Regions from separate parts of the Mus musculus genome. Here all the other regions are linked to region 4. A link is a contact called in public ChIA-PET, HiChIP or PLAC-seq, Micro-C and promoter capture Hi-C data. All regions are on one chromosome and are shown on one strand. The core of a region is the stretch at or near the end of the contact, and the rest is flanking DNA. Distances in the headings are between cores, read along the strand shown. Region 1 holds the start of Vcpip1 (valosin containing protein (p97)/p47 complex interacting protein 1). Region 2 overlaps Sgk3 (serum/glucocorticoid regulated kinase 3). Region 3 holds the start of Sgk3 (serum/glucocorticoid regulated kinase 3). Region 4 holds the start of Tcf24 (transcription factor 24). Region 5 overlaps 1700034P13Rik (RIKEN cDNA 1700034P13 gene).

The links. A called contact is a pair of places that touch in the nucleus more often than the background predicts. ChIA-PET counts read pairs in DNA pulled down with a chosen protein or histone mark. HiChIP or PLAC-seq counts read pairs in DNA pulled down with a chosen protein or histone mark. Capture Hi-C pulls out chosen DNA fragments and counts their contacts.
Region 1: a contact with region 4 is called in a promoter capture Hi-C map of adipose tissue. The contact joins the promoter of Vcpip1 here to the promoter of Tcf24 in region 4. A contact is called at or near these places in 12 of 39 promoter capture datasets (the 3T3-L1 cell line, the C10 cell line, the HPC-7 cell line and 8 more), 5 of 484 Hi-C or Micro-C datasets (CD8 T cells, bone marrow-derived macrophages, embryonic stem cells and 1 more), 20 of 115 datasets of contacts at active chromatin or transcription factors (the 230-238 cell line, acute myeloid leukemia, bone marrow-derived macrophages and 14 more) and 4 of 9 other capture datasets (adipose tissue, embryonic stem cells, liver and 1 more).
Region 2: an RNA polymerase II ChIA-PET map of memory CD8 T cells shows a contact between it and region 4, with 13 read pairs. The contact joins the enhancer-like site here to the promoter of Tcf24 in region 4. A contact is called at or near these places in 5 of 39 promoter capture datasets (the C10 cell line, cranial neural crest, hematopoietic stem and progenitor cells and 2 more), 2 of 115 datasets of contacts at active chromatin or transcription factors (bone marrow-derived macrophages and memory CD8 T cells) and 2 of 9 other capture datasets (adipose tissue and liver).
Region 3: a contact with region 4 is called in an H3K4me3 HiChIP or PLAC-seq map of the 230-238 cell line, with 22 read pairs. The contact joins the promoter of Sgk3 here to the promoter of Tcf24 in region 4. A contact is called at or near these places in 16 of 39 promoter capture datasets (the 3T3-L1 cell line, the C10 cell line, the HPC-7 cell line and 11 more), 8 of 484 Hi-C or Micro-C datasets (bone marrow-derived macrophages, cranial neural crest, embryonic stem cells and 3 more), 17 of 115 datasets of contacts at active chromatin or transcription factors (the 230-238 cell line, bone marrow-derived macrophages, cardiomyocytes and 9 more) and 5 of 9 other capture datasets (adipose tissue, embryonic stem cells, liver and 2 more).
Region 5: a Micro-C map of embryonic stem cells shows a contact between it and region 4, with 2.1 times the contacts expected there. The contact joins the enhancer-like site here to the promoter of Tcf24 in region 4. A contact is called at or near these places in 5 of 39 promoter capture datasets (the 3T3-L1 cell line, the C10 cell line, cranial neural crest and 2 more), 2 of 15 datasets of contacts at CTCF or cohesin (the NIH/3T3 cell line and large pre-B cells), 8 of 484 Hi-C or Micro-C datasets (CD8 T cells, the G1E-ER4 cell line, bone marrow-derived macrophages and 4 more), 5 of 115 datasets of contacts at active chromatin or transcription factors (bone marrow-derived macrophages, embryonic hindbrain, embryonic stem cells and 2 more) and 5 of 9 other capture datasets (adipose tissue, embryonic stem cells, liver and 2 more).

What each region holds. Positions count from the first base shown.
Region 1 is chr1:9,745,468-9,750,290 of GRCm38.p6, reverse strand. It overlaps Vcpip1 (valosin containing protein (p97)/p47 complex interacting protein 1), which reads left to right and starts at 1,909. Exons shown (of 3, transcript NM_173443.3): 1 at 1,909-4,823. The coding sequence starts at 2,135. It overlaps 1700034P13Rik (RIKEN cDNA 1700034P13 gene), which reads right to left and starts at 2,643. Exons shown (of 4, transcript NR_040462.1): 1 at 1,687-2,643.
Region 2 is chr1:9,820,429-9,825,715 of GRCm38.p6, reverse strand. The region is part of intron 1 of Sgk3 (serum/glucocorticoid regulated kinase 3); the gene reads right to left. Among named protein-coding and RNA genes, the nearest start is that of Sgk3, 25 kb to the right of the region's middle. Within about 2 kb of position 2,670, at least 57 of the 459 cell types and tissues checked have an H3K27ac peak or open chromatin away from gene starts, as enhancers often do. A contact at or near this core is called in bone marrow-derived macrophages, hematopoietic stem and progenitor cells and memory CD8 T cells, where this site is marked.
Region 3 is chr1:9,794,128-9,799,757 of GRCm38.p6, reverse strand. Sgk3 (serum/glucocorticoid regulated kinase 3) reads right to left here and starts at 1,628. Exons shown (of 18, transcript NM_133220.2): 1 at 1,512-1,628.
Region 4 is chr1:9,965,654-9,970,616 of GRCm38.p6, reverse strand. Tcf24 (transcription factor 24) reads left to right here and starts at 2,807. Exons shown (of 3, transcript NM_001285425.2): 1 at 2,807-2,893; 2 at 3,100-3,518. The coding sequence starts at 3,132. Ppp1r42 (protein phosphatase 1, regulatory subunit 42) reads left to right here. Exons shown (of 9, transcript NM_145692.2): 9 at 1,686-1,995. The coding sequence ends at 1,797.
Region 5 is chr1:9,768,072-9,773,314 of GRCm38.p6, reverse strand. 1700034P13Rik (RIKEN cDNA 1700034P13 gene) reads right to left here. Exons shown (of 4, transcript NR_040462.1): 3 at 2,520-2,643; 4 at 2,059-2,355. Among named protein-coding and RNA genes, the nearest start is that of Gm39590, 5.5 kb to the left of the region's middle. Within about 2 kb of position 3,549, at least 40 of the 459 cell types and tissues checked have an H3K27ac peak or open chromatin away from gene starts, as enhancers often do. A contact at or near this core is called in bone marrow-derived macrophages, embryonic stem cells and neutrophils, where this site is marked.

The DNA of each region.
Region 1 (4,823 bases), core at 660-3,159, 220 kb after region 4:
AATACACAGGAAAGATGCTAATGTACAGTTGGTGGTAAGTAGGCGTTAGTAGCTACTACTACTACTGTTATTATTAAACAATTTTGATCCCTTTAAAAACAACAATAAGCATACTAAAGTGGAGAGGTGAAAGCCTGTATGGCCCCAACCCTGCACAAAGAACTCTAAGCAGTGAAGGAATGTTGAGAGGAGAGGAAGCAGTCTTACCTAGGGAAGAGCACACCAGTAACTTATCCCATACCAAATAATCAACCTTGAAAACATGCATGCAAATAACAGTATACAGACTGAACAGGTTGTACTTATGTATTTAGAAATACATGACTATGTCATAGTAAGCAATGAAAAAGCTATTATTTTTACATTACTTTTAATTAAAATAATAATCAGATAACTTCAACTTCTGTCCACTTCTGTCAAGTGGACAGAAATAAACATAGAGCCTAATTATCCTGAATTTCAGAGAAAAGAGTGTGTTTAACACAAAGAACAGTTATAGATCTACACACACACACACACACACACACACACACACATACAGTTTGAAAAATGCATCAGTTGAGACCACGAATTTGAAAGAGAGCAAGGAGGGGCATATATGAGGGTTAGGAAGGAGGAATGGGAAGGGACATATAATTATATTATAGTCTAAAAAATAGAGTGAAGTGAAAATCTCCTATATATTATGCAGGCTGGGATTATATCTCAGTTAGTAGAATGCCTGCCTATCATGCATGAAGCTCCAAGTTCAGCCCTTAACACTGCATAACCTAGGTGTAGTGGTATGTACCTCTGACCCTGGCATTTGGGAGGTGGAGGCAGAAGACAGAAAGTTCAAGGTCAATTCTCTACTATAGGGAGTTTGAGGTCTGCCTGGGCTAAAAAAGTAAAACTGTATACTATATATGCATAGAAAAACCTTAATAATTGTGATCTCTAACTGCTAACAGACAACGTTAACTTTCTTTTAAACTTATTTTTTAAACATTTGATGACAAGCAATTTCCTTAACACTTAAAAAAGAAGACAGGTTGGTGGCAAACATCTTTAGTCCCATCACTCAGGAGATAGAGGCAGGTGGATCTCTGTGGATTTGAGGCCACCCTCGTCTATTTAGTGAATTCTACACAAACAAACAAACAAATAAACAAATAAACAGACAGACAGACAGACATACAAAAAGACAAATATAATAACAGGATGTTTTCTTTAAAAGTGTTCTTACAAGTTGGCGATCAGTAATTCTCAAACTGTGACCTTTCATCATTAACCTACCAGCTTATAACTACGAATAAGATAGAAGCTCAGTTACGGCACTTGCTAGCTAAGTGGTAATTTTAAAAAAATGACATCGTATTTGAAAAATTAATATACTTAAAAAAAAAAGTAGCCTCATAGAAAACTCCTTCCATGTTCTTAGGACCTTTAACCCGGACTTCCTAGCAGTGGTGGTGGACTTTAGACCCTCTTCCACACCAATCCTTTGCACTTTTGTTTTCCCCAAGCACACTCCTTTCTGCGCAAGGGGAAAGTGCAGGGGGACACTACCCACAGCAGCCTAGGAATGTGATTTCTCTGACTCTTTCTCGTGGGCCATAGAATGGGGGACAAACTACAAAAGAGATCCAGTTAAAAATACAACTACCGACAAGCTCCGCGAATCATCGACTTCCTTTCTGCCCCCACCTTCCGAGTGCCTTCCTCTTCCTCCTCCCCGCGTGCGTCGAGTCGCTTTGCATCACGGTATTTGAAGTTCTTTCTGGACGGAAGCGCCTAGCACTCCTTCGCGAGAGAGGAGCCGGAAGACTCTGGTTCCCAGAGGGCAGAGCAGAAGCTACGCCTGCGCAGTCTCAGTGAGGGCGTGTATGTCTGTGTCTGAGGGAGAGAGCGAGAGTGAGTGAGTGTGAGTGCGGGGTGGGGTGGTGGCCGTTACGTTCGGGGCAACGGCTAAGGCAGTGGAGAAGTGAGAAGAGAAACAACGTCCGGCGCTTCCGCCTTCGCCTAGGAGGAGGAGGAACTGGTAGGAAAAGGAAAGCCATTCGCCCTGGGCCTGGACTAGACCTCGTCGGGCCGGCGGAGGTCTGGCTATGTGCCTTTGAGGGTCGCTTGGGACGCCGAGCGAGAGCCGAGAGCGATGTCTCAGCCGCCGCCGCCTCCTCCGCTGCCGCCGCCGCCGCCTCCCCCTGAGGCTCCGCAGACTTCGTCGTCTCTGGCGGCGGCGGCTTCTCCGGGGGGCCTTTCGAAACGAAGGGACCGAAGAATCCTTTCCGGGAGTTGCCCGGATCCCAAGTGCCAGGCGCGCCTCTTCTTCCCGGCCTCGGGTTCTGTCAGCATCGAGTGTACCGAGTGCGGACAGCGGCACGAGCAGCAACAGCTGCTGGGAGTGGAGGAGGTGACCGACCCGGACGTAGTGCTGCACAATCTGCTGCGGAACGCGCTACTCGGAGTGACGGGGGCTCCCAAGAAGAACACGGAACTGGTAAAGGTGATGGGCCTCTCCAACTACCACTGCAAATTATTGTCGCCAATATTGGCACGCTATGGAATGGACAAACAAACGGGCCGGGCCAAGCTTCTCCGGGACATGAACCAAGGCGAACTGTTCGATTGCGCGTTACTTGGTGACCGGGCCTTCCTCATCGAACCAGAGCACGTCAACACAGTGGGCTATGGCAAGGACCGCTCCGGAAGCCTCCTGTATTTGCACGACACGCTCGAGGATATCAAACGGGCTAATAAAAGTCAAGAATGCCTCATCCCAGTGCATGTGGATGGGGATGGACACTGCCTAGTGCATGCTGTGTCTAGGGCTCTAGTAGGCCGAGAGCTCTTCTGGCATGCTCTGAGGGAGAATCTTAAGCAGCACTTTCAGCAGCACCTAGCCCGATATCAAGCCCTGTTTCATGACTTTATTGATGCTGCCGAGTGGGAGGACATTATCAATGAATGTGACCCTCTGTTTGTGCCACCTGAAGGTGTCCCCTTAGGCCTGAGGAATATCCACATATTCGGCCTTGCCAATGTGTTACATCGTCCCATAATTCTTTTAGATTCCCTCAGCGGCATGAGAAGCTCTGGTGATTATTCAGCCACCTTTCTACCTGGCCTCATACCTGCAGAGAAATGCACTGGGAGAGATGGTCATTTGAACAAGCCAATCTGTATTGCGTGGAGTAGCTCTGGTAGAAACCATTATATTCCCTTGGTAGGCATAAAGGGGGCTGCCCTGCCCAAACTACCCATGAATTTGTTACCTAAAGCATGGGGTGTGCCTCAGGACCTTATTAAAAAGTACATCAAGCTTGAGGAGGATGGTGGCTGTGTTATTGGAGGAGACAGAAGTTTGCAGGATAAGTACTTACTTAGGCTGGTTGCTGCTATGGAAGAAGTCTTTATGGACAAACATGGTATCCATCCTAGTTTGGTTGCTGATGTACATCAGTATTTCTACAGAAGGACTGGGGTGATAGGAGTTCAGCCTGAGGAAGTTACAGCAGCTGCTAAAAAGGCAGTAATGGACAATCGCCTTCACAAGTGTTTGCTTTGTGGTGCCCTTTCTGAACTTCATGTCCCTTCTGAGTGGTTGGCTCCAGGAGGGAAACTGTATAACTTGGCAAAAAGTACTCATGGGCAGTTGAGGCCTGACAAAAATTACAGCTTTCCCTTAAACAATTTGGTTTGTTCATATGATCCAGTAAAAGATGTTCTGCTACCAGACTATGGATTGAGTAATCTAACAGCTTGTAATTGGTGCCATGGCTCATCTGTGCGAAGAGTCAGAGGAGATGGCTCTATTGTGTATTTGGATGGAGACAGAACTAATTCTAGGTCTACTGGTGGCAAATGTGGTTGTGGATTCAAACATTTTTGGGAAGGTAAAGAGTATGACAATCTTCCAGAAGCTTTTCCTATCACTTTGGAGTGGGGAGGAAGAGTAGTCAGAGAAACAGTATATTGGTTTCAGTATGAAAGCGATCCATCTTTGAATAGTAATGTTTATGATGTTGCAATGAAACTTGTTACCAAGCACTTTCCAGGTGAATTTGGGAGTGAGATCCTAGTTCAGAAAGTTGTCCACACTATATTGCATCAGACTGCAAAAAAAAATCCGGACGATTACACTCCTGTAAATATAGATGGTGCTCATGCTCAGAGAGTTGGAGATGTGCAAGGACAAGAATTGGAGTCGCAGCTACCAACTAAAATTATTCTTACTGGACAGAAAACAAAAACTTTGCATAAGGAAGAATTAAACATGAGTAAAACTGAAAGAACTATTCAACAGAACATCACAGAACAAGCTTCTGTGATGCAGAAACGGAAAACAGAGAAATTAAAACAAGAGCAAAAGGGGCAGCCCAGAACTGTTTCTCCAAGTACTATTCGTGATGGGCCATCATCTGCACCTGCCACCCCCACCAAGGCTCCCTACTCACCTACCACTTCTAAGGAGAAGAAGATTCGAATAACAACTAACGATGGACGGCAGTCTATGGTTACCCTTAAGCCTTCAACAACCTTTTTTGAGCTTCAGGAAAGTATAGCCAGAGAGTTCAACATTCCTCCATATTTACAGTGTATTCGATATGGCTTTCCTCCTAAAGAGTTAATGCCACCCCAGGCAGGGATGGAAAAGGAGCCAGTTCCTTTACAGCACGGTGACAGAATTACAATAGAGATCTTAAAAGGAAGAGCAGAAGGTGGTCCATCCACTGCTGCACACTCAGCCCACACTGTGAAACAAGAAGAGATTGCTGTTACTGGTAAACTGTCATCTAAGGAACTTCAGGAGCAAGCTGACAAAGAAATGTACTCCTTGTGTC
Region 2 (5,287 bases), core at 1,421-3,920, 140 kb after region 4:
AGAGTTGTTTGTGTGTACAAGTGCACTAGTGTGTGTGTGTGTGTGTGTGTGTGTGTGTGTTGGGGTAGTGTTTCTCAGGTTTTTAAGACCTGGTGGTCAATCAAGTCCTGGGCCTTGAGGAGCAGGCTAGGCTGGTGGCCAGGAAGCCCCAGGATTTGCCAGCTTTTGCTTCCCCAGTGCTAGGATTACAAGGTGTAGCACGTGGCCCCACTTTTTTACCTTGAGCAAGGGATCTGAACTCAGGTCTCCACAAGCAGTGAACACTTTACTATTTAATTCATGGTCCCTAAAAGTTTTTATCTTTTTTTTTTTTCTTTCCAAGACAGGGTGTCTCTGTATAGCCCTTGGCTGTCCTGGAACTCACTCTGTAGACTAGGCTGGCCTCGAACTCAGAAATCCGCCTGCCTCTGCCTCTCGAGTGCTGGGATTAAAGGCGTGGGCCACCCCGCCCGGCTAGTTTTTATCTTAAGAATTAGAAAAGCTTGGCTTGCTTAAGTAGCACATGTACAAAAATTGAACTCACACAGTGAGGATTAGCATGGTCCTGCACAACCATACAGACTCACAAAATGTATGCCTGTAATCCGAGCACTCGGGAGGCAGGCAGGTCTCTGTAAATTTAAGACCAGCCTGGTCTACAGGGTGAGTTCCAGGACACCAGAACTAAAAGTGAGAAACTCTATCTTGAGAAACAAAAGGAAGGAAGGAAGGAAGGAAGGAAGGAAGGAAGGAAGGAAGGAAGGAAGGAAGGAAGGAGACAGACAGACAAATAGAAATAAAAGATGCATTCATGAAACAAGAACAGGAGAATTCTACCAATGGAATAATAAAGAAGTACAGAGAACAGCAACTCTTAGAAATGAATGGTGGAATTGTAGAAGGTAAATTGAAGAACTCTTGCAGGAAACAGAACAAAAATGCCAAGAGACGACAGCCAGGGAGAAAAGCACAGTAAAGAAACTTACAGGACTAATCCGAAGCTTCTACTGTGAACTATGAAAAGCTATTTCTCTAGGAAAGTAAGCAAATGATAAGTATACAATTGTCAAAAAAAATTCCAAGAACACGAATTCTAGAATAATTGCAAAGAAACGCTCTTCATCATAAGACAGAAAAAATTCCGTGTAAAAGTTCAGAATAGAAAGTATAAAAGGAGCTTAAAAGTTTCCAGAGAGGAAGAAAGCAGTCACGTGCAGAAGCTGAGAACTAAAGATGGAATGAGCTCTTCATGGCAACAGTAGGAACTAGAGAACAAAAGAAGCAATGGTTTTGGAAGTCTGTGAGAAATCATTCTCAGCTCGAGTTCTGAAAGCAGACAGACAACATGAGTAACACATGGGATCACATTTTATACAGGAAGACAGTCCTGTGAAGATATTGCCACAAAATGACATTATACCTTTTAATACACAGCAAATTTCCATTATTTTTGCTTTGGCCTATTTAATTCAGGTCAGAACTCCTAAGTCGATTTCATGACTTACCAATGCATTGTGATCTATATTTTTAAAAACACTGCAAAAGGCTTTTATATTTTTCCCAAAAGAAAACTCTCCTAGGGTAGAGAACTGGAGGAGCAAAATGCATGGGAAGAAAACTAGACCTCATAAAAAGTTATATCAGCATAGCATTCAAAAGCCAGGCATAAATGACAGGAAGTGAATGGGAGGACAGTGAATGTGAAGGGTAGGTGGGGAAAGGCTCATAAGCAGAAAGACAAAAGGTATGCTAAAGACATGGAGGCCCAAGCTCAAACTGCTGTAAGCACTACAGATGAGGGAGGAGTCTACACGGACACACTCAGAAGTCAGCTTACCAGCAGTGTGGACGGTGAGGGCAGCCAGCAGCCACAGCAATCCTCACAACCACTGACTCGGGATTGTATTGTGCATGAAAACTGCATGCATTTACATTTCAAATGTGAATCATATCATATAGCTAGAAATAAAGCTGAACCAACTCAAGCTCATTTTCTCTTTTTGAGTTTTTGTCACCTAAACTTTCCATGACAGTAAAAGATGAATTGATTTGGGCAATGTGTTTGTCCCTCACAGGAAGAATATCCTGAGATCCTTCCTTGTTCCTGGCACGCAGCCTGCACAGATGGTTCCACAGCTAGGAGCTTGTATTGCTGTGAAAGAGGACCCGAGTCTGGTTCCCAACACCTACATGGCACAACTCAGCTGCCTGGAACCCCAACCCCAGAGAAGCCAACACCTGGACTCCAGCGGCACATGCTTGTAATTTAAAACTCATTTTAAAAAACCAGAGAACGGGAAAGACACACCGCTTTCACTTTCCTGAGGGGCCCAGGCTGTCCTCACATTAGAGATTTGAACATGGGGTCCTTCGACCTATATTGTACTTCCTGACAGCTGCTAGCAAACTAAATGTCCAAAAAAAAAAAAAAAAAAAAGGAAGAAAGAAAGAACTTCAGAAGTTCTGCTGGTCCCACAGTTCAGAGTAGGTACTCCTGCTATGGGCTTCGCAGGCACTTCCTAGAACTTTTAATCCTAAATTGTAACTGTTTATCAGCCCTCAAAATGAGATCAAAACCAGGCTAGGGAAATGGTTCGGAGGGCAAGGCACTTGCTTCATAGCCTGCTAGGCTAGGCAAAGCAGTGAACTCTGAGTTCAGCTGCTGAGCCACAGCTGCAGCAAGAGACACTGTCTAAATATATTAGGTGGAACTTGCTCAAGGAAGACACCCAATGTCAACAGGGCTTCCTCACATAGGTGTGCTCCCACACATTTGAACAAACATGCATACAGGAGCATGAGAATACACAAACACACTCACACACACACAACTGGATGATGAAAAGTGCCACGTGGCAGAGGCTAGGCTGATTTTCATTATGACCAAATAGATACAGTACTATCTATAGATGGCACCCAATAAGTACTTCATAATATAAAGCTTTCATTTATTGCACCAAAATACAATGTTAAAGTCTACATTTTGATCCTACAGCCTGTATTTGAAAAGTTGGAGCCTGTTCTAAACAAGAACCAACCTACACTCTCTGCCTACTCTTATCTGTTAAGTAAACTGACCTACTAATATGGATGGACTTTGTAGAAGGGCTAATCACAAAAACTCAAATTGGTGAGGTACAGTGAAGAGTTTCGACTTGAACAAATAAAGAGCTATTGTGAGTTAAGAAAGGTAGGCATGCAATTAATTTAGAGCTTAAAGAAGATTATTCTCCACTGGAATGTGGGGTAGAATGGAAAACTATTTTCCTCTCCTTTTTTTAGCATCTCTTTTAAGGTGTGAACAGATGACCATACCAACATGGATAGTCAACCATGAACGCTCAGTTTGCAAGGTGAAGTGTTGTATTTTTGAGAGTTTTTCTGTGTTCTGTGTGTTCTGCCGTGATAATTAAAGGACCTCAGAGGCTGGAGGTACAGCTCTGAGGGCAACAAAAGGAGGAGGAGAAGTGAGGAAAGGTGTCCTGAAAAAGGCGTCTCTTGTTGCCTTTACAGACTAGTAAGCAATTCACTGAAATAGAGATGTGGAAGTCATTGGTATTATGTGAGCTGAGAATATGAGCCTAGGAATTCCAACACATAACAGAATCGAGAGGATCAAAATGAGCCTGACAAGCCAGATTTGACATTAAGGAAAGTAAGACTTCTGTACAGGAATGACAATGGTCACATCCTCACTTTAGATTATTAAAATCAACATGAAGGGGGCTAGAGAGATGGCTCAGCATTTAAGAATATCAACTGCTCTTCCAGAGGTCCTGAGTTCAATTCCCAGCAACCACATGGTGGCTCACAGCCATCTGAAATGGGATCCGATGCCCTCCTCTGGTGTGTCTGAAGAGAGCAACAGTGTACTCACATACATACATAAAATAAATAAATTTTTAAAAAGAATCAACATGAAGAATGAATATGGAATTATCAAATTTGGATTTAAAGAAATCTCTTTCCAGAGAGTCACTTCCAAAAAGCAGAAGAGTTTCAAGCAATCATAGCAGCAAGAGAACAGAGAGAAATTTAGGAGTATTATAATTAGAGTGTATGAAGTTTTATTTTTTGCTTTTTTGAGGGATGTCCAAACTAATGTCTACAGTGGCTACATCAGCTTACATTCCTACCAGCAGTGAGTAGGGCTCCTCCCCCTGGGCTCCACCCTAGCCAGCATTTATTACTTTTTAACTCTTGATTATAATCATTTTGATCAGAGAAAGATGGACTCTCAAAGGAGTTTTACTTTGCATTTTCCTACGGCTAAGGATGCTGAACACTTTTCAAATATTCATTAGTCATTTGCATCTCTTCTTTTGAGAACTGTCTATTCAATTCATTAGCTCTGTCATATACTAGATGGTTTGGGGGTTTGGTATTTAATTTCTGGAGTTCTTTATAGATCGTACCAATTAATCTTCTATTAAGTAGTTGGTAAAGCTCTTCTCCCATGCTGAAGATTTTCTGTTTAATGTGGTCCTGTTTTATTTTTGTTTTCTAAATCTGAGACAGGCTCTCGTATAATCCAAGGTAGACTCAAACTTGCTATGTAGAATAACCTTGAAAATCTCCTGCCCCCATTCCCCAAATCAGGGATCAAATTCAGGGTTCTGTCCTTGCTGGACAAGCCCTCTGCCAACTGAGTTACCTCCCCAGAACCTGTATTTTATTTCATACATGTGTATTATAAGTGGTCTGTAAGGTTGCACTATATGAAATTAATTGTCTAGTAGTAGGCATTGGGCACATCGGTCTGAAGAAGAGAGAATACTGGCCATGGTACAAGGTATAGATTAGGGAGTTATAAGATACAGGTGAACCCATTAAGAGTAGTTTTCATCACCCAATCACAGGTAATATAGCCCAAAGAGAGGGCAACCGACACCTGGGTACCTTACATTAGGGGGCATTGTCTTGCCATCTTTATGTTATGTTGAAATTCATCTTAAGGGAACCACTATTCTTTCCTATAATCCAAAATAGCTTAATAGAACATAAAGAAGAAAAAGCTGTGCTTTGTCTTCATTTGAAACAACTAACAGAAAAAAAGACAGGAAATACAATGAACAGTGAATATTATTAGCTAGCCAGGTGTGATGGTCTGTGTCTATAATCCCAATTCCTGAGAGCTAGAGATAAGCAGATGAATTCAAAGACATAGTTGGCTACATGGGGAATACTAGCCAGGCTACACTACATGAGACCATGTCTCAAACAAAACTACACAGTATTATTAGGATGTTGGAAATGGTAACCCTAGCACCCAGAAAACTGTAGAAGGGCTGCTGAAAATTCAAGGCCA
Region 3 (5,630 bases), core at 379-2,878, 170 kb after region 4:
CAGTGAGTATGATAAAAAAAAATCTTGATATTACATTTATAATCACCACAGTTGTTATTATTTATTGACCATTCTCAGTCTTTACCATCTAGGCACCAGGCCCAAAACACTCATTTAAAAAGATCATTTTATTTTGGGGGAAAATCCTCTCTCTATATATAAGCCGCAAGACACAAAATGGACACCTTACAGGATTCATCAACCAATTCAGTGCCAGCAACAACCAACCGCAAAAAAAAAAATTACCAAACTGTTAATGGTAATGTCTACAAACAAAAAGGGTTCTGTTTCACAGTTCAAGTTTAATCTGATGCTCCCATCTGAGCCACGTCATATAAATTGTCAAACATATTGAAAACAAAGCTCCCTATAAAAACAAAACTAGGTTCAGTCCAGTGGCAGTGTAAAGAAAGGGAACTTCTGATGTCTGAGTTGTCAGACTTGGAATCAGAGAGTCCACCTTTCTGAAGTTACATGGGATCTGGCCTGAGACCTGCCAGCAACAGGTCCCATCTCTCCACGCCTGAATCCTACGGGGAATGAAGGGTAAGAACTTGCCTTAAGGGAGTGGTAGCCTAAGGGGGCAGAAGGCACACCCATTCCTAAAATATGTCTGAAACTTCCTCTAATGTTTCCAGCTCTTTCTATAACATTGGGGAACTAGAGTATGCATGGCCTCTTCGTGGCTACAACCACAAATAACTTATCATTTTGAGTTAAGAATTTGAGGTAATATTTATAAAGCACTTAGGAAACAGAGCAGTTCATAGTATGAGCTGTGTTTGCTAAATAAAGCAGGCACTTTCCAGGCCTGTTAGGTAAACAATCTAGTGAGAAGGGCAAGACTCTACCCAAGAGGCGTTTTTGGGGTTTTGTTGTTTTGTTTTCCTCTCTCTTTCTCTCTCTCTCTCTCTCTCTCTCTCCCCCTCTCTCTCTCTCTCTTTCTTCTTCTGTGTTTATTCTCGAATCCTAAGTGCATCCAGCATAGTCTCTGCCTGCAGAACTGCAGTTCAACCAGGCATTCGGTGCAACATTAAGTCAAAGACCTTTGTTTCAAGAGGCGAATCCCTTCTCTTTTCTACCGGTCCAAAGAACCATCCCTAAGCGCGCCCTAGAACCGAAAACCTCAGCGCGCTTTAAGGCGGCATTCGTCGGTGCTTGAACCGTGAGAATCGACCGAGCGAAAACAGACCGAAGGGTTCGAGTCTGAGAACTTGAAAAAGAGTGGCGACGCGATCTAGCCCTGCCGACCACTTCACACCGTCGCCCCGGCGGGTCCGCGCAGAACCCCATCCCGCGTCAGGTGGGCTCCCGGGTCCTCGCCACCCGCTGCCCCGCTCGGGGGGCCGGGCGAGCCGCCCGCGCTCCCCCGCGCGAGGGAGCCCCACGCCACGGCGCTGAGCTCTCCCGGAGCACACAAAGACCGCGCCGGGCCGCGGCGGGACCCCGGCGCCCGAGAGAGCCCGGCCGGGACCCCGGCACGCAGACCGGCGCACCCGCCCCGCACCTACCCGGCTGTGCGGCGTCCGGGCGCCCGGGCGCGGAGCCCAGAGCGCTGGCAGTTTCTTCTTCCCGGCGGCGCGGCCGGGCGCCGGCGTTTCCTCCCTGACGCGTCACGGCGGCTCCTCCCGCGAAGCGCCGGGCGGCGGGCGGGCGGGCGGGCGGCGCGAGGGGACGGCGGGGTCGGCCGGGACCCGCGCGGATGGCGGGACCGCTCGGCTACCCGCGCTCGCCCGTCACGCGGGGTGCAAAGTTCAGGAGGAGACGCCGCCGGACTCCTGCGCTCAGCTGACGGGATGCGCGAGGTCCGCGGCGAGGGTGACCTTGGCCCACTCGGGAGCCCGGGCGGCAGAGCGGACCCGGGCGGTGGCAGAGGGCTGGGGGCTGCGGCTTCCTGCAAGCTGGACGCTGCAGAAGCCAAATAAGTATTCGGACGATCTGGAGAGCCCACTGTGCTTCCTTTAGCTTTTTCTGGGCAGTTTTCTACACTTTTTCCCACGTCAGCAGATTGATTTTTTTTTTTTTTTTTGACCAGTGTTTATGGATGAGCGAGGGCTCTCACAAATTGGCAGATAGATGCTATGTACAGATAATATGCGTTTCTCTTGATCATTTTAGATCTATGGATTATTTTTGTTTGTTATTTTTAAACTACCCAACACACTCTACTGCTGGTGCTTGTCCATTTAACTACAGAAGCTGCGTTTTTAAAAACCCGTTCTGTGAATGGGGAACTAAGAATTACACGATTCAATGGTTGTGGAGTAGAGTTAAAATTTTGAACTAGAGAGCCACACCACCACTGTAGTTTAGGTTTTATCTGATACCACGTGAAAGTAGACCCACACAACTGTTTAAAGGATTTCTGTCTGCATGGCATGCTTCATATTTTACATTAATCTACCCTTTGAATCATATGGTTCCAGAAAATTTGCCACAAATCTATGAACAAATAGAGGAACTGAGATGAATGAGTGAGTTCCGTAAATTCAAAGAACTCTTTATATTTTAGAACGATACTCAGAAGATTTAGCCTCATGAATAAATGTAAGAAAAGTTATTTGTACTATCCATGCTGCAATATGGCCTTGTCCTTAAAATAGGTTGTGAACCCAAATTCTTTTATACTGTGAAACCTATTATTCTCACAGGACTTTCTTAACAGCGATTCTCCATGGCTTTGGGAAATGGACAAGAAAATACAGTTCATAGAGCCCAACATATTGCAGCAGTCATTTATATGTTCCACTATGATCTGCTTACAAAGCAATACACACAATAAAGCACACATCTTCTCTGTGACAAAAAAACAAGTGATCAGTGTATCTGCTAATTAAAGCCATATTCATAATACTGAAGAAATGCTCTTGGACAAAAGGAAATTTTATGTCAATAAACACTAAGGGAATGACATCATTCTCGATTAAAAGATAAATACCTAACTATCACCACATTTTGACGTTAGGGAAAAAAAAAAAAACAGATGGAAACCATTTTAGTGTTTCCAGGATAAATTTGTCTTACCACTATAAAGAACGTGGGGCGGGGGAGGGGGGAAGAGAGATCGAGAGCCCACCAACATTTATGGACAAGAAATGAGGATGATCTTCATTTGATTAAGAGGAAGTTAGGTATGGGCTTGTGAGTGAGTGTGTGTGTGTGTGTGTGTGTGTGTGTGTGTGTGTGTGTACATGCACACACATGTAAGCATGCATACAGGGTGGAGATCAGAAGTAGTTTTCTTCCCCAGACGTTGTCCGGCTTATTTTCTGAGATGGAGTCTCTTGCTGATCTTAGACCTGGCTGTTGGCATCTTGGCTGTCCTGTGAGCTCCAGGGTCCTCCCCTGTCTGCCTTCCCAGCGCTGTGATTAGGCACCATCATAGCTGGCTTTGTACATGGCACCCAAACTCAGGTCCTCACATCAGTGCAGCAAGCACTCTACTGACTGAGCCATCTTCCTCACCCTTAAAATTAACTTTTCTACTTAATTCTAGGGATCAAATCCTGGATGCTGTATATACACTAGGCGTCTGCTACACCGCTGAGATGCGTCTCCAGATGCATGTAAGGGTGTGCTTTGAGTAGCATCCCTTTAATTAACTCCTATGGTGATACAGATCTTATTCCCATTGTCCAGTATGTTTAGGGTTAAACTATAAAAGTTGTTGAGTGTTTGGTTAAATACTTATGTCTTTTTAAAAGGCTTTCTGTAAAATCAAATTTTAAAATAGGTGAAGCTTTTTTGTTGAAATGTAGATGTTAATGTTTTCTTTGAAAGAATGGCTCTGTTCATGCACACAAGGCAAATATTTTGCCTATCTGTTCTATCTTTAGCGTAGAGATTATAAAAACAAACTTTGGAGTCGGGCCCAGGGTTAATGCATATCTTCCCCCTTTGGACTTTGGGCAAACCATTCCACCGCTGTTTCAGGAGTAAGAAGAGGGTGATGGTAGTGCTTTTTCAACCTCAAAACAGATATGACAGTGCATCATGGCATGCTGTAAAGATCAAACGAACTTAATTAAATGTGGGCAACCTAGGATTGATTGACCAGTGTGACTTAACAGAGCTCAGTTGAGAAGCATAGCCTGACAGAGGATTAGGTCCTAAAGGATAAACCCCCGCCGGGGCGTGGTGGCGCACGCCTTTAATCCCAGCACTCCGGAGGCAGAGGCAGGCGGATTTCTGAGTTCGAGGCCAGCCTGGTCTACAAAGTGAGTTCCAGGACAGCCAGGGCTACCTGTCTGGAAAAAACAAAAACGAAAAAAAAAAAAAAAAGGATAAACCCTCAGGAGTGGATGGACGGCTGAGTGATGTCATTATTGAGGATGCGCTACTGAGAGAGTGCGTCGTTATGCACGAGTCTGAGCCTCTTCTTACTTGCATCTTGGGATAAAACAACATGGGGTTCTTCACCTCGTGATGGCACTTTTGGGTGAGCCAGCTATAGAATCCTGAGCCTGATGGATGTCTGCTCAGGACACACACCCGTTCCGTGTTTTGGAGGCTTGTTTTGTTTGGGGCAAGGTCTCACTATGTAGCGTCAGCTGGACCGGAACTTGCTTGGGTGCCCAGGCTAGCCTCCAGCTGCTTCCAGAGCACTGGGATTAAAGGCATGGGCCACCACTGCCCAGTCTGGTATTCTTTTATACTAGCAGAAAATAGAAATAATATGTTCAGAATCTTGGAAAATTAAGCTGAGAATATGAATTGTTGACCTATGTATTTCTTTTAAATTCCCAACCACTTACCCAGCTAACACATTTTTAAAATAATATATTCCACTGCAATGATCACTTGGATTCTCATTATTGCTATTCAGAGTAGAAAACTTTTTCTCTAAAATGGTGCCTAATCTGAAAGCATTATTAATCTTAATGTGAAAATAATGCCCTGCATTACTTGTAGTTCTTTTCTTGTAGCCTTCCAATAGGTTAGGGGCTCCCAATAAAAGAAAAATAACTTTCTTTAGGGAGGACGATTGGTTTAATGGCTGACAGGACCTGAATGATTTCCTTTCATGAGTTAACTGTTAAGGCAGTCAGGGCCACCATTGGTTCTATAGAGATGAATGTCCAGGCAAGAGATAACCAATGGTTGGTTACAAGAGCAATGATGTTTTTGATGTTTGCACAGCTTTTATAGTCCCCTTTCTGTAGTCCTAGTACAGACTTGTCTGCTTAAGTGGGTCAGCCATCATGAGTTGTTGATGTAGTTTTTGATATATTCACCAGTGGAAATGCTGATTTATAGCACCCGACACCCTCAAATAAAAGAAAGCCATTTTGAAGAAAGGTAGTTTAAGACATGATACTAACCATGAACTGCTTATGAATACAGACAGAAATGAAGTAAATATTGAAAAGGAGTTAGCTTTCTGAGCAAAATCCCTTTGCATAGAACACAGGGCAACCTAAGATATAGCTAGAAAAACCCGCAGACCAGCGGAAGGGAAAAGGCCTGTCACTGCCTCCTTGGCATAGAGCAAGGTTAATGTGTTTCTTTGATCTAAAGAACAGTGCTCTGGGTGCTGATGTGGAGCTGAAGGATGCAGGTAAAAGGCACAGCTCATCCTTGTTTCTGGGACCAAATCAGCCAGCCTCAGACAAAACATCTGATATGAGTGC
Region 4 (4,963 bases), core at 1,558-4,057:
CACACACCCTAAGAACACTATTGTGCAATGAGAAGAAATGAGCCATTGATATACTAAACATGAATGGGTCTCAAAAGCATTAAGTAAAATTAGGTACATTTTAAAAGAAATCTACGATGTGCTTCTATTTGTGTAATATTTTGGCAAAAGGGCCATAGTGACAGAAACTAGATCAGGACTCACCAGGAACTGGAGGTGGGTTGACTTCAAAAAGGGAATGTGACAGATAACGGAGTGTTTTGTGTCCTTATTCTCATGGTACTTGTAGCACTGTATATACATCTTAAACTTAAACTATTCACTCAAAAGGATACATTTAACTATAAAAGGTGTTTGTTTGTTTGTCTGTTTGTTTGTTTTGAGACAGGATCTCTTTTTTGCCCTGGCTATCCTGGAACTTGATATGTAGACTAGGCTGGCCTGGAACTCACAGAGATCTGCCTGCCTCTGCCTCCTGAGAGCTGGTACTAAAGACATGTGCCACCATACCAGGCTAAAAGCTGTTCCTTAATTTAAACAACAAATAGTTGAAACCAATTTATTGTTAAATGTATACAAAATATATGTATATTATAAAATGTTTAAGCATTTTATTCTATGCTATGTAATATTTGCTTTCTACCTTTAATCGTAAAGACAATCTTAACATAACTCAAATAAATTTAAATATATTTAAAAGACTTAAGAATAACTTAATAATTCTTAGAGCCTGGCGTGGTGGCGCACACCTTTAATCCCAGCTTTCGGGAGGCAGAGGCAGGCAGATTTTTGAGTTCGAGGCCAGCCTGGTCTACAAAGTGAGTTCCAGGACAGCCAGGGCTACACAGAGAAACCCTGTCTCAAAAAACCAAAACCAAAACAACAACAACAACAACAAAACCCCAAAGACTCGGTAGTATGGCAAAGATTAAACATTAGTGACAACCTACTTGGCTTGATCTCGGCCTTAGCCTTTTACTAGGTATTCAACACTGGACAAGTGGCCCAATCCCGGAATCCCATCCTCAGCTTTTGTAAAGGCAAACTGAGAATTAACCTGTAAAGCGCTCAGCACATGAAAAGTGCTGTGTGCTGCCTGCTACTTATGAAATAGTTGATATGAAATAGTGGAGTTTTAGAATTACCTGTAGTTAAAGTGACTGAAATTTATTATTATATCCAAAGTACACTGTAGCTGTCTTCAGACACACCAGGAGAGGAAGTCAGATCTCATTTCAGATGGTTGTGAGCCACCATGTGGTTGCTGGGATTTGAACTCAGGACCTTCAGAAGAGCAGTCAATGCTCTTAACCACTAAGCCATCTCTCCAGCTGAAATTTAACTATCAAAGTCTCTCACAGGAATTTGGACTTAGAATCAGCCTGCATAGAATAGCAAAGATAGGACAAAACAGGAGAGGCTCAGTGGTCTGTTCTGTGAACCTCAGTCTTCTCACACACTGTTGGGCAACACCTGCTCTGCTGCCAGCCGGTGCTGTCCAGGAGAGCAACAGGCTAACTAGAAAGATGTGTCCAGGCGTCTCTGCACAGCCACAGCCCACCTAACCTCCCTCTGTCTGTGTGCCTCTCAAAGCAGGGAAGCCTGGATAGTTATGAACCTTTTCTACCAACAGTGTGTCCTGGGTACTTTATCACCTTTTTCTGCATGTCAATTAAATGCTGGTGTGTTTTTGTTTGTAAATACAGGAATCTGTCCTTGAAGGAATCTGAAAGCTCGCTAACAAAAAACGATATCCATGAACCTCACCTTCTCCAAAATCCAAAAGTAAAGGAAAATTTGTCTGAGAAAAAGGAGTAAATTCAGCCTCGAGTGATTTGATTTCTTCATAGAACTAGGCAACAGCATGTTTTGAGGGTTTGTGGACTTCACTTATCTCGGTGTGTAAGTTGTTTGATTTGTTTCTTTATAGAATCTGAGACTTTGCTTTATGTGCGTGAATTCTGGGATCTATTTACTTTATTAGCTATTAAATAAAATTTGCCAGGAAATAAAATGTGGTTTCGTATTATGTGGTTTCTTATTCAACACAAGTCCTTTTGAATCAAGGAAATCTGAGTGTGCGTTCTAAAGCCTAAAGCCCATTACAGTCTTAGAATCACCGTGATTCACTGACAAGTCCACGTTTCGGTCCATCGTGGTATAAAAAGTCCTGCGTTGCTATCTTACTGTTTGGTATTCCCGACGTGGAAAGTTAGAAATCTGCAGCGAAATGTTCGCGAATCTATAAACTAGCCTTGCCCTCAGTGACATTTCATATCTGATACTCAGAACCTGCAAAGAGGAAACCGCGCTGATTCCTATCCCGGTTCAGAGAATCTGGCTGGGCTGCGGCGAGAACCGCGTCCGCCACGGGCTGCAGCACTGAGTCCCGCCGGCGCCGGGGTCAGCCTGAGCCTGTGGGCGAGCGGGTGCCGAGGCCGGAAGGCGGCCGTGGCGGTGGCGGGTCTCTAGGTCACGGTGTACTGAGGAAAGGCTTCTACTGCAAGAATCTTCACCTTGTAGAATTAAAGGCGGACGGGGACGCACACGCGACGGCTCTGCTCCTGAAGTCCCGCTGTACTAAACCCCCGGGTCCCGTCCCAGCTGGACCACCGTAAACTACTCTCAACCTTCCGGCCAGAGGGGGCGGGGCCAGGCGTCCGCCCCACCCCCGAGCGGTTTGATTGATGAGTCTATCCGCCGAGGGGGCGGCTCCGGGACGCCGCTGCCCCTAACCCAAGGGCTCGGGTGGGAGACCCTCTCGGCCCGACGTGGCTTTGCTGGCTTCGGACGCCCACATAAAAGGCGGCGCAGAGCCTGGACAAGGATGGAGTGACCCACCCGCTCGACGCCCTTGGCCGCCTAGCCCTGCTCAGCCGAACCCCGCACGGCCGCTGCGGTGGGGGGAGGAAAGGTGAGGTGACGCCAAGTCCGAGGTGAGGCCGAGTCCTGCAGCCCCGTTTCCCCGGGCGGGCGGGCGGGCGGGCGGGCGGGCGGGGTGTGTCAGCGGGGACCGGAGCCTGAGCCCTGGGCGCCTTCAGGAGCAGCTCAGCACCTGGGGACTCGAGGGCGAGGGCGAGGCCGCGAGGCCGGGGCTCACGGCCGCCCGCTCCTTTGCAGTGCACGCCGGGGAAATCGGAGCCGGAGTCGCCATGGAGCGCGGCCGTCCCGCTAGCAGCCCACGCAGCGCGGAGTCCGCCGCGCCGCCCGCCGCCGCCCGCGACTGGAGCCCAGGACCGACCGGGACCGGGCCAACAGGCCTCAGCGGGGTCGCGGCGCGCTCCGGGGGTGGCCGTCCAGCCGCCGCGAACGCCGCGCGGGAGCGCAGCCGAGTGCAAACCCTGCGACACGCCTTCCTGGAGCTGCAGCGCACGCTGCCGTCGGTGCCGCCAGACACCAAGCTGTCCAAGCTGGACGTGCTGCTGCTGGCCACCACCTACATCGCCCACCTCACCCGCAGCCTGCAGGACGACACCGACGCGCCCGGAGACCCCGGTCTGGGCGCCTTGCGAGGCGACGGCTATCTGCACCCAGTTAAGGTAGGCGACTCTTCTGGGCTAGGAGCCCTCGAGCCACACTGTCACCGCCTGAGCAGATCCCACGGATCTGGCATTCCTCCCAGCCACCTGGGCGATGGTGACAAGGTCCCCACTGCAAGAGGCTGCTTCTTAACAGTTTGCAATCTAGAGGCTGGAGCGTTTAATTCTACCTGGACTCGCACACAAATTTCTCAAGCTTGGTAAAGATTTTCGGTCTTTCAGGGTGAAAAATAGGTCGGCTGTTGTACCTTCTGACTACCTGGTAACAACTAAGTTACATTCATGCCTTCGAGTGTCAAGTGTCTTTAACTTAAATAGTTGCATTCCTACTGTCTTTTTCTTGAGCTAATCCAAAAGCTTCATGAATTAAACGGAATCATGGAACTAATTCTTGGCCCCTAAAGTAATTATTAAAAAAAAAAAAAACCTGCCAAAATCATTAAAAACAAATGAGAGCATTCAGCATCCCCATAGAGTAAAATTTCAATCACAGTTAAATCTAGTGGAATATACAGCCACCAAGAATGTTAGAAGAAAACCCATGTTTCCATTAACTGTCATATTAGATTGCCTGTATGTTGAGTGAATTGGTCTGTATTCAGATTAGCCAAGAGAAACCATTTTGCATGATTTCTTTACGTATATGTGAAGTGGTCATGAGTGGGACTTGCATTTTCACCGTGGTGCAGTGGTCTCTGCATCATCATCTTCTAGATTTCTTTTGAAACCTTCAATTGATCTTTCTCTTCAGAATGGAGAATCTCTCTGTTGTCTAGATTTAAGTGTTCAGATTTGTGTCACTCTGTTCTGAAGTATTTGAACACAAATTCACACAATTAGAACTTAATCTTAAGTATCTAAGTGTTGAATAGATTATGAGTTAACAAAAATGAGGAGCTACATTTTGTTGAAATGTAATAAAACACATCTAATTTTATTTGTGTTTAAAATTATAGAATGCATTTTAACAAAACTTACTTTGAAAATACTATTAACATGGTGGTAGACTTAAACAGCTTAAATGTTAAGTGTGAAAACCTGAAATATTATTTATAATAATAATAGAACTCATTCCATCCCCGAGTTTTATAGCTGAAAACTCACTCATTATAATTAAGAGTTTTGTATTACAGTGAGCATTAAATTAATGGGATCCAGCTATCTCACTAATAGTTATCTCTGACTTGATGTTTGCCATATATCCCAAGAATGTCTATTTGAACATTAAGATTTCAATATCATAAGTAGAAGCTAAATGTCTCCCTCATAGTTGATAAAATTTAGAAGGAGATCAAGTCTTTCACCTCAGTGTCAAACAAGGCTTTCTTGATTGCAAAATGCTAGAGACATCGGGGTTAGAAAGAAACAGGCAGAGCAAACTAGCACTGCACTTGACTCGCATGGCAAATGTTCTTATCCTTAGAACTGTTTTAAGGAAAATAATC
Region 5 (5,243 bases), core at 2,300-4,799, 200 kb after region 4:
GTGAAGTGGAACCTGGAGCTTGGGCATGCTTGTGTAAAACTAGCCTGACCAACCCTGAGTGAGTGAGTGAGTGAGTGAGTGGAAAACTGACTTGGTTCAGAACCTTATGCCGGGTTTAAAAATAGGGATGTGGCCACACTTCTGTTCCTGTATATACTGGGAAGCAAGGAAGAATTCTTTTTCATTGTCAAAATCGTACACTGCATTCATTGAGCCAAATTATCCAGCTGTATGATCTTTCCCGTACTCATTAACCGTCTATTTGACTGAAGCAATGTGAAATTTTGAAATATTTTCTGGTTTCATTAGTACTCTAGGAATTTGAGTGCTTGACCCACACTATTCAAAGGGAAAGCCCGCCCCCTAGAGGCCAGGGCGCTCATGTTTACAGTCCTCCAGGAGGCTAGCGTTAGAAAGTTCCATGCTGTAAACACAGTACAGTGTGTGTGTATGAAATTCTCACAAAAGATTTAATAAAATAGCATACTTCATCAAGGATTAATAAATAAATATTTGGTAAATATTTAAAAACATTTTTATCTTAAAGCCCTCAGTAAACTGGTGTGTAATGATTAAAGAATTAGAAATACTTATTACTTGATTTAATTATTATATACTATATATATGTATACTAAATTGCCAGCTTACTTCATACACTAAGCACAAAAAGAACAAGTAGTATGTCTCAATAAAAAATAAAATACGTGAATATGTATGGAAGCTTTATTTTTTAACACAATAAGGACTTTTTCCCCCCCAAACAAGTCAGCTTAGGGAGGTGGGATGGTATACACCCGTTTCCAAAACTCTAGAGGCTGGAGCGGAGCTAGGGGGAGTTTGAGGACAGCCTGGGTTATAAAAAAAAATGACAACAAAGGTTGATTTGAAATGTGACAGCTTTTCTTTGTTGCTCTGTATCTGGAAACAAACGTGTAACTCTGTCTACTTACAAATGTCCAAGTTTCACTGAGGTGTTGTTTTATTTCTTACTGAATCAGAGTCTTGATAGGTAGCCCAGGCTGGCCTTGAACTCCCTATCCTAAGTCAGCTTCTTGAATGCTGGAATTATAGATGGATACCAACATGTCTGGCTAGCTCATTAGAATAAAAAAGGTAATTCAGTGAGGGGACATATACAGTGTCCTCACTACTTGACAACCTTGGCATGTCAGAGCCTCTGTGAAGAGTTATCATCACTGTACAGGATGCTAATAGTATTTCAGATGAGAGCTTCTGTAGATATCAATTGGAGTAAGTACGGAAACGGAAGACTAAGCTACAAGAAAACCTAAGAACATTTGTGAGGATATGGAGAAAACAAAATCTGTGGAAACTTTCTCCTTCTTCAGAATGAATTCCCTGTTGTGACTGTTAGTTTGGTGGTGGTGGTGGTGGTGGTAGTGGAGAAGGTCATTTTTGTTAGGTTTTTATTGCTGTGTTAAACAACATGAACAAAAACAACTTGGGGAGAAAACACACACACACACACACACACACACACACACACACACCATCAAACTCTAATCAGGACAGGAGTGCTTTGCTTTGTTTTGCTTGTTTTTGTTGAGTCAGGGTCTCCGTGTACGAAAGGCTGGCCTTGAGATTCTTCTGCCTCCCTTAGGATAGATGCTCAGAAGATGATGAGACGAGTAAGGGCACTTGCTACAAAGCCTAATGACCCAAGTTAAATTCCCAGAATCGACAGTGGGAGGAAAACACTGACTTTTGCAAATTGTCTAACTTCCATTTGTGTACACAATGTGCCACACCCCTAACACAAAATCAATAACTGTGAAAAGTTTTTTAAATTTTACTAAGAGAAAAATTTAAAACCCATTAAAAAGCTAATTATTAGACTGGGCATGGTGGCATATGCCTTTAAAACCAGTACTCAGGAGGCAAACAGAACCAAAAATAAAGGGACAGAAGGTTGTTTGCTTATCTGGAGGATAAGAGTTTTGAATGCCTATAAAGTTGTGAAAAAATAGCTTGTGAGCTGAGTATAGTGACCCACAACTTTAATCTCAGTAATTAAGAGGCAGAGGCATGTCTCTGTGACTTCCAGACCAGCCTGGTCTACATAGTGAGTTCTAGGCTAACCAAGGCTACATAGTAAGATCCTGTCTCAGAACAACAGACAAATAACTAAGAAACTTGTTATGAAATAGGACTTGGTCTATAAGACACTAAAAAAATCAGAAATGGGGCAGAGTCCAGAAAATATTCCAAGACTGGTGCATATACAAGATCTTACACATTTTCAAAGTAGCATTTCAAATTAGTTGAGAGAAGATAAACATCTCAGAGATAATTTGCTATCTTCAGACTTCTGGTATTTTAAGATCTAAATGTCTCCTGTAATACAAAAAGAAAAAAATCATGAAATTATTTCTAAAGTGAATAGAAACAAATATTTTTAATGAACTTTGGGTAGGAAAGTACTTTCTGAGGCTGACAGAAGGCCATGAAGAAAACGACAGATTGGCCAGATCCAGAGATTTAACACCTTGAGCTCAAACCTGTTCTTCCTTGCATATTTTCTTCTCCTCAGGAGTCCCAGAGGCTAGCCGTGTTCAGCAATGACAGCATGTAAGGAACAGGGCTTGGAGCGGGGAGGTGTCCTGTGGGCTGGGCTGGGCATCACTGCATGCCCGGGGAAGAAAAAAGGATTTCACATTTAGGGGGTTGATATATAGGCTTGCCAAACATTTTAAAATGAATTAAATGGAGTAAAGATTCACTTATACCTTCCCCTCAACACCAACATAATTTCCACACTGTACAAGACAACATACTGAAATAAAGAGATGAGCAGGGTGTAGTAGTCCACACCTGTAAACCCAGTGCTTGGTGGCAGAGATGTGTATGCTCACAGTTCCAGACCATCCTGTCCTACATAATGGAATTCTAGGTCAGTTAAAGCTACGTATCAAAAAGCCAAAATAGGGGCTGGAGAAGTCGGTGCTTAAAAGTACTTGTCCTACCAGAGGACCCAAGTGCTTTCCCAGTGCCGTTATCAGCACAAGGCTCTGGGAACCCAAGCTCCAGGGGATCCCATACTTTCTTCTGGTGTTCATGGGCACAGGTAAACATGCACGCGCATGTGCGCGCGCGCGCGCGCGCGCACACACACACACACACACACTGTAAATAATAACAGTTTTAAAAGTAATCCAAGTATGGTGACACACACCTGTGTTCCCAAAACTTGGGAGACAGAGCAAAAATATTAGGATTCTTGGCTACACTGTAGTGAAAACTTTGGTTTCTTAAAAAACCCAGTTACATGAATATGTTTTTGGTTAATCCCAGGTGTGGGGTAAGAGGCTGCATATAGCAGGCGATTACGATTTGCCTTGTGTACTAACAGGGCTGTGATTTTTGCCAGCTGCAGATAGTTCAATTCTGGGGATTCCAGAGAAGATACAAATGAGAGACCCCGAGAGGGCCTGTGGGGGTTGCTGCTCTCCTTGCTGCTGTGTTTGCTTCAGTTACTGGTTTGCTGCACTGTTGAATATTCTGACAAGTATTGGGATTGCTCAACGTCCCTATTCAACAGGAAGTGGCCTAGAGTAGTGTGCATTCCCCTTTCTCTCTAACCTTCATTTCCTCCTAACTACTGTGGAGGCGGAAGGGATCAGGGTGGGAAAAAGGTTGGAAGGGAGGCAGAGGTATAAGAATCCAATAAAAGGACAGCCAGGGCTATACAGAGAAACCCTGTCTCGAAAAACCAAAAAAAAAAAAAAATAATAAAAAAAAAATAGTAAATTGATATACCAACACTACACAGCAAGTTCAAGGCCAGCATAGGCTACCCTGTCTCAAACAATGACTTACAAAAAGAATATCTTCAATTGTAACAAAGGATTATTATTTATAATATATAAAGAATTTATTTAAAAAAAAAAAAAGAAACAAAAGCAAATAACCAAGGGGTTGGGAGACAAAGTAGAGAATTGTCTTGGTTAATGCTTTATGCTGGGAAGGGACACCATGACCAAGGCAGTTTATACATTTAAAAAAGGCATTTAATTGGGTGCTTGCTTACTGTTTTAGAGGGAAAGTCCATGACCATCGTGGAGTGTATCAAAGTAGCAGGAGTGGAGGAACTGGGAAGAGTGCGCGCGGGGGGTGGGGAGGGGGCCAGTGGCCACGGGGGCGGGGGGGGGTGGCGGGGAGATAAAGGGGAGTGGAAGAGAACTGGTGTCCAACCAGAGTTCCAGTGCTCTGGGCGGGCAGACTGCTGCACGCTTTCCGCAGCCCAGGGTGGGTGTCTGCCTGTGGGAAGCCACAGAATTCCAGCTCGGCCTGGGGTGGGGGGTGGGGAGTGGGGGCGTGGACAAAGGGCAGCCCTAGGCTCCAGGTTCTCAGCCTTGGGCATTCCATGCTGGATACTACGGAATAGCTGAGAACAGAATGCCTCCCACCCCCAGGGGGTGCGGCTCAGTCAGCTCGGTCAGTCCCAGGGCCAAAGGGAGGAAAGGGCAGGGAGAGAGGGTAGTTCTCACTTGGTGGGGGGTAGTTCCCACTTGGTAGGGGTGGGGAGGTGGGGGCTGTGAGGATGGTAACTACGTGACAGGAGCCAGGTGCTCAGGAGACATGGCTGAACTCTTGCCGTCCCATGCAGGTGGAAATCTCTGGCCATCGGGGCTCTGGGGTTCAAGACCTATGCTTGACTGGAGACCAGGCTGCCAGTGCTCAGCCACTGCCCCTCAAAAGAGCTTACGTCCTAATCCAAGGCAGCAGGCAGAGGGAAACTGAGATTGGGCCTAGCCTGGGCATTTGAAACCTCAAAGCCCTCTCCCAGTGACATACTTCCTCCAACCAAGCCACACCCCCTAATCCTCCCTAGGCAATCCACCAACTGGGAATCAAATATATGAGCCTATGGGCGCGTTCTCATTCAAACCATGGTCAGTACACAAATGCTATTTATGGAATCACATCTTTTGTGGGTGTCATGCTGAAAGGATTAAATCATATTTTAAATATGTATTTTTCCTTGCCCTACTTGTTATTTTGGACAGGTTTTCACTATGTATCCCTGGTTATCCCAGAACCCACTATGTAGACCAGGTTGGCCTTGAACTTGCAGCAATCCTGGCTCTGCCACCTTAGTTCTGGGAACTAAAATAAAATATGCATTAGCTTAATGAAAGAGACATTTGGAGGATAATTCAAATAATAACTGCTACATTCACTCAGGTAGTGACCCGCATGACAGGCCAAAAGCCTGGACACAG